2 separate regions of the Mus musculus genome follow, and region 1 is linked to region 2. The links are chromatin contacts, called in public HiChIP or PLAC-seq maps. All regions are on one chromosome and are shown on one strand. The core of a region is the stretch at or near the end of the contact, and the rest is flanking DNA. Distances in the headings are between cores, read along the strand shown.

Region 1 (2,700 bases), core at 26-2,525, 120 kb before region 2:
AGTATTTCTCTGTATAATAGCCCTGGCTGTCCTGGATTCCCTTTGTAGACCAGGCTGGCCTGAAACTCACAGAGTTGCACCTGCCTCTGCCTCCTGAGTGCTGGGATTAAAGGTGTGCCCAATCTCGCTATAGGTATGTTCGCATGTGTCTCTATATGTGTGTATCGTGGTGACTGTGTTTTGGGGCACGTGTGCACTTGAGTGTATGTTCTTGTGTATGATGATCAGAGGTTGGAGTCACATGTTCCCTTCTGTTGCGTCTCAATTTTTCAGGCAGGGTCTGTCTCTGAACCTGCAGCTCCAGGTCTGGCAAGGCTCACTCCTCCTGTCTCCGCTCCTCCCACGCTGCTCGGGTTAAAAGCTGCTGCAGCACCTGAGTGCTGGGAATCTGATCTCAGCTCCTCGAGGATGCACGGCAAAGCCCCACTGGCAGTCATCTCCCAGCCCCACCAATAATGCTGATTTCTGCCTGCCATGGTAGAATAAGGCACGTTCCTGTGTATTAGTTCAAAGTCTGTCCTACAAACCTATGAGTTCATTCCACTGAAGGTAGGTCAGGATGAGACCTTAACTCTGAAAACTGATAAAAAATATTTTCAAAGGAAAAAAAAAATCTTGGGCTGGGGATGTAGCTTGGGGGTAGAGTTCTTGCCCCTGAGCTTGGCCCTGACTCAATCCCCAGGGCCACAAAGCAAAACAAATGCATCCCATGATTTGTGAGGCCTCACTGCACATGGCAGTATGACATATTAAAGCATTCTTCTATTTTGTTTAAAAGATAAGGTCTTGCTATTAGCCCAGGCTACCCTAGAACTGTCTCTCAATGCCCCAGTCTCAGCCTCCCCAGGGCAATATCACACACTGCCATTCTTTAGATTTTTTTTTTTTTTTTTGGTTTTTCAGGGTTTCTCTGTATAGCCCTGGCTGTCCTGGAACTCACTCTGTAGACCAGGCTGGCCTCAAACTCAGAAATCCACCTGTCTCTGCCTCCCAAGTGCTGGGATTAAAGGCATGCGCCACCAGATTATTTTTAAAGTCAAAGATAACCCAGGCTAGCCTTGAGCTCACTGAGTATATCCAAGGCTGGTCTTGCATGGCTAATCCTCCTGCCTCCGCTCCTCAGAGCTGGAATGAGAAGCATGTACCACCACACCCAGTGGTTTCCTTCAAAACTACTTCCTCACCATTAGACAAAGGGCTTGTTTTTAACAGCTGTGTCTGCAGTAGTTATCTCGGTTCAGTTATGCTAAATGATTTTCCCCAAGAGAGAGTCCCATCTGAATTCCAGGCCAAAGGATAGCTCCCAGACTGCCCTTCCCCCAAGTAGGCGAGACCCAAGACGCTCAGTTTATCCAACCCTCAAGCTGGCCAATTTGACAGTGGAAAATGGCCTCTCACTGGGAGCTAAATTTCATTTCTGTAAATTCCTGGGCCGAGCATTCTGCTTATGAGCCACCTGGGAGCCACTTGTTGACTCTGTGAGCACCACACTGTTAGGACCCAGTGTTAATGAGCTCCGGTGTGCTGAGGCGCTGGCTCCTAGGTTCCATGTTTGTCCCTTTCCTGTTTCTTGAATCTGCAGATGCTCTTCATGTCTGCATGTGGCTGCACTTCAAGAAGGCTCTCGTGATCTAAGTTCGGAAAGCCACTTATCCACCCTTCTCTACACAGACCTAGACTACTCCTGGCCCACACATTCCAAACCCCTCAGCAGCACCTGGGGACAGATCTGCCCATCTGTACCGGACTCACCTGGACAAACAGGGGAATGGTGTTGAGCCGGAAGATCTCCATGCGGTTCATGGGATCCCGGGCGAGGATGTGCAGGGCTCCGGTGCAGCCTTCCACGATCTCCTCCATCCTCACACCATCCGTGTAGGGCTGCTGGGTGCCTGCAGCCACATGGCGCTGGGCGTCCTGGTGGGCCTTGACCAACAGCTGGACGAGGCGGGGAATGACCGCGGCCTCCTGCAGAGGGGCATGGTTGGCTGGGCACAGAGCCAGGTTCCGGATCAGGCCAATAGTTGCCTGGCAAGAAAGGAGGCAGTGATGAGTGGAGGGGCGGGTAGTCCTTAAACATCTGGAGGATCCCTGATCCCCGGCTTTAGGTATTTTGTCCTTCCTGTCATCTCTTCTGAATCTGAGTCCCACTTCAGCAACAACCGCAGAGTCAGGAGCATCCTGGCTACTCCTGGAACGGAACTGGGGGCTTGTGGGCGGGGCTGTAGGCACAGAACTGAAGGAATCTAGAGCTAAGGTTGGGGCTTTAGCTCAGTTAGGACACACAAAGGGTTGGATACCCAGCACCGCACAGAGTGGGTGTGATGGCACAGAACTTACCCCAGCAAGTAGGGAGAGGCTGAGGCAGGAGGATCAAGGCGAACCTTGGCTACAATCTGAGGTTAGCTTGGGATACCTGAGACTGTACTTTTTTTTTTAATAATAATAATAGTAATAAAGGAACTAGATTGCTAAGGTGGGACATGTCTATAGTATTCTCAGCAGTCAGGAGCCTGAGGCAGGAGGATTGAAAGTCTAAGGACAGCCTGGGTTACATCTCAGGGTCCTTGTTTCAAAAAATAGCCAGAGTCAGGAATGGTGACAAACACCTTCAATCCCCCGTACTCGGGAGGCAGAGGCAGAAGAATCTCTGTGAGTTCGAGGCCAGCCTGGTCTACAGAACTCCAGGACCATCAGAGC
Region 2 (2,700 bases), core at 171-2,670:
ACATGGTGGCACAGGTCCCGATACACCAGCAGACCACTGGCTTGGTGAGGCGGCCCTCCTTGATGCCCCGGCAGATCTTATATTCCTCTGTGCCCCCTATCTGCAAAGGGAATGGGAGGAGAGAAAAGCCCCACAAGTTAGTGGAAGCTGCTTCAAGCTTTCCTAGGACCGGCCCTACAACAGGAAAAACCGCGCACGTAACACATGCGCAGAAAGGAAAAAAGAGCCCCACAAAAACACAACAACCCCATGAAATAAAAGTCGGCTACAAAATCAGGACACAAACCTGGGCTACGTAACAGGTAGTGAGTTTAACTTCTCCCCGAAAGATTCATCCTAGGTATGTAAGGAATTACGAAGGGACGGTCAGTGTCTTAAGGCCGTTCGTGCCTGGGTGTCCCTTTCTAATCTGTGATGACGAAGGATTAGAGCCTCTCCCAGAAGAACAAGTAAGGAATGGGCTTATAGAACTCTTCTGGAGCTTTAAATAAATAAATAAATAAATAAATAAATAAATAAAAAGGAGGCCCTCCCAGGGGTTGGGTAGATGCCCCAGCAGTTAACAGCCCTTGCTACTCTTCTAGAGGACTGGGCTTCAGTTCCTAGCACCCAAATGGTGGATCACACACATCTATGAGTCCATTTCCAGGAGACTGGCACCTCACTGACTGCTGCAGGCAGGAGGCATAGGCACACATGGTGTACGTGGTGTGCAGACACACAAAGGCAAAACCGCACATATACATAAGATTAAAAAAAAAAATGAAAATTATAAAAGAAGCTGGCCTCACTGCTCCAGCCGTCTTTCCCAGCGAGTGGAGACAGTTCCTCCTTCACTGCTGCTCACGGCCAACAGAGCAAACTCTCAGCCCCAGAATCTTACCGGCTGTACCACCAGGACGATTGCTTTAAGGTGTACAGTGCCAGGGTGCTTGAATTCTTAAAAATGCAAATCCCAGACTACCTTTATAATCAAAAGGAGACCCCTCCCTCAAAAACAACAATGGCAACAACAACGTACCTCCCCAAGAACTACGATCATCTTGACTCCTGGAGTGTCCTGGTAGCGCAGCACGTGATCCATGAATGTGGACCCAGGGTACCTGTGGGGGGCAGGGAGGACAGAGGATCAAGGGACAGCCTGGGGAGGTGTGGGAGCATGTGAGAAGCACTCCACTACATACACGGATTGTTCATGGGTGTCAGATTCAGCAGCTCAGGCTAATGGAAATAGGTGTGGGGCGTTAAGAGCAGTTCCCCTCAACAAACTTACACAACTTCATTAGGGCCTCAGGGTTTGGGCAGTGAGTAACACACCATGGATGCTGCCGCTAACTAACTCCACTGTAGAAGATTCCCAGCTCCTACCTGTCCCCGCCGATGGCCACGCCCTCATAGACACCATCTGTGGTCCGAGAGATGATGTTATTGAGTTCATTAGACATGCCTCCTGAACGTGAGACGTAGGCCACGCTGCCTGGGCGGTACAGTTTGGAGGCCAGGATGTTGTCCAGCATTCCACCAGTATTCCCGATCTTAAAGCATCCAGGCTTAATGCCCCCAACCTTCAGAGGCAGAAACAGCAGTTAAGGCGAACCAGGGTGCCGGAGGAACAATGAAACCCTACCTTACCTGCCCTGTGCCTCTGTCTAAAGTGGAGAGAAGTGGCTGGAAGGATTACACTGTTGGGAGCCGCCCCCACATTCGCCGTCACAAGATGGCGCTGACATCCTGTGTTCTAAGTGGTAAACAAATAATCTGCGCATGTGCCAAGAGTAATTTTCCACTACATGTACTCTGCCTTTACTCGGCCATGGGCTGCAGCCAATCAGGGAGTGATGCGTCCTAGGCGAAGGATAATTCTCCTTAAAAGGGGACGGGGTTTCCGCCATTCTCTCTCTTACTTGAGCTCTCTTGCTTGCGCTTTTGCGCTCTGCGCTCTGGCGCGCTGGCTCCTAAAGATGTAAGCGGGGGGGGGGGGGGGGGGCCTTTCGTTTTTGGGGCTTGGGGCTTGCGCTCCTGGCTCCTGAAGATGTAAGCAATAAAGTTTTGCCGCAGAAGATTCTGGTTTGTTGTGTTCTTCCTGGCCGGTCGTGAGAACGCGTTTAAGATTACACCTGCCCATGAAGAACCTCTTCCCTCCCTTAGGACACTCTGCGAGACGTGTGTCTAAGACAAGGCTCTATACTCAGTTCTACACCAGTCTGCTTAACAGTACGTCCTCTCCCTTACATCATGGGTTACAACACCCAGCAAAGATGTGCCTGCCACACAGCTGGGCTTCTCTAGGTACAATGACATCTTGCTTATTACAAACAATCCTTTACTCATTACAAAATGGTATTTCAGCATCCCTATCCAGCACGTATGAGGTCCTCAGAGAGTCTCTAGCACCAGGGTGGGGAAGAAAGAATCCTAGCTCCTACTTTTTTTTGTTTGTTTTTTGAGACAGTATCACACTATGCAGCCCTAGTTAGCCTGAAAATCATTATGGAGACTATCCTTGAACGAAAAGAGATCTGCCTGCATCTGGCTCCCAAGTACTGAAAATAAAGATGTTACCACCACCACACAAAGCCTTAGCTTCAAATTTTTATTTAAATTTATTTTCGTTTTATGACTCTGGGTATTTTTGCTTATTTTGTGTGTATGTACTATATGCCAAGTCCAGAAGACGACGGCAGATGCTCTGGACTGGGG

The links. HiChIP or PLAC-seq counts read pairs in DNA pulled down with a chosen protein or histone mark.
Region 1: a contact with region 2 is called in an H3K27ac HiChIP or PLAC-seq map of embryonic stem cells, with 17 read pairs. The contact joins two enhancer-like sites. A contact is called at or near these places in 2 of 39 promoter capture datasets (hippocampal neurons and liver), 3 of 15 datasets of contacts at CTCF or cohesin (the NIH/3T3 cell line, large pre-B cells and pro-B cells), 103 of 484 Hi-C or Micro-C datasets (the 4T1 cell line, the AML12 cell line, B cells and 55 more), 13 of 115 datasets of contacts at active chromatin or transcription factors (acute myeloid leukemia, bone marrow-derived dendritic cells, differentiating embryonic stem cells and 7 more) and 3 of 9 other capture datasets (adipose tissue, liver and pancreatic islet).

The regions. Positions count from the first base shown.
Region 1 is chr11:100,374,971-100,377,670 of GRCm38.p6, forward strand. It overlaps Jup (junction plakoglobin), which reads right to left. Exons shown (of 14, transcript NM_010593.2): 9 at 1,753-2,028. Among named protein-coding and RNA genes, the nearest start is that of Hap1, 20 kb to the left of the region's middle. Within about 2 kb of position 1,276, at least 33 of the 459 cell types and tissues checked have an H3K27ac peak or open chromatin away from gene starts, as enhancers often do. A contact at or near this core is called in embryonic stem cells, where this site is marked.
Region 2 is chr11:100,492,516-100,495,215 of GRCm38.p6, forward strand. Acly (ATP citrate lyase) reads right to left here. Exons shown (of 28, transcript NM_134037.3): 17 at 1,369-1,565; 18 at 1,022-1,103; 19 at 1-100. Among named protein-coding and RNA genes, the nearest start is that of Mir7116, 15 kb to the left of the region's middle. Within about 2 kb of position 1,421, at least 20 of the 459 cell types and tissues checked have an H3K27ac peak or open chromatin away from gene starts, as enhancers often do. A contact at or near this core is called in embryonic stem cells, where this site is marked.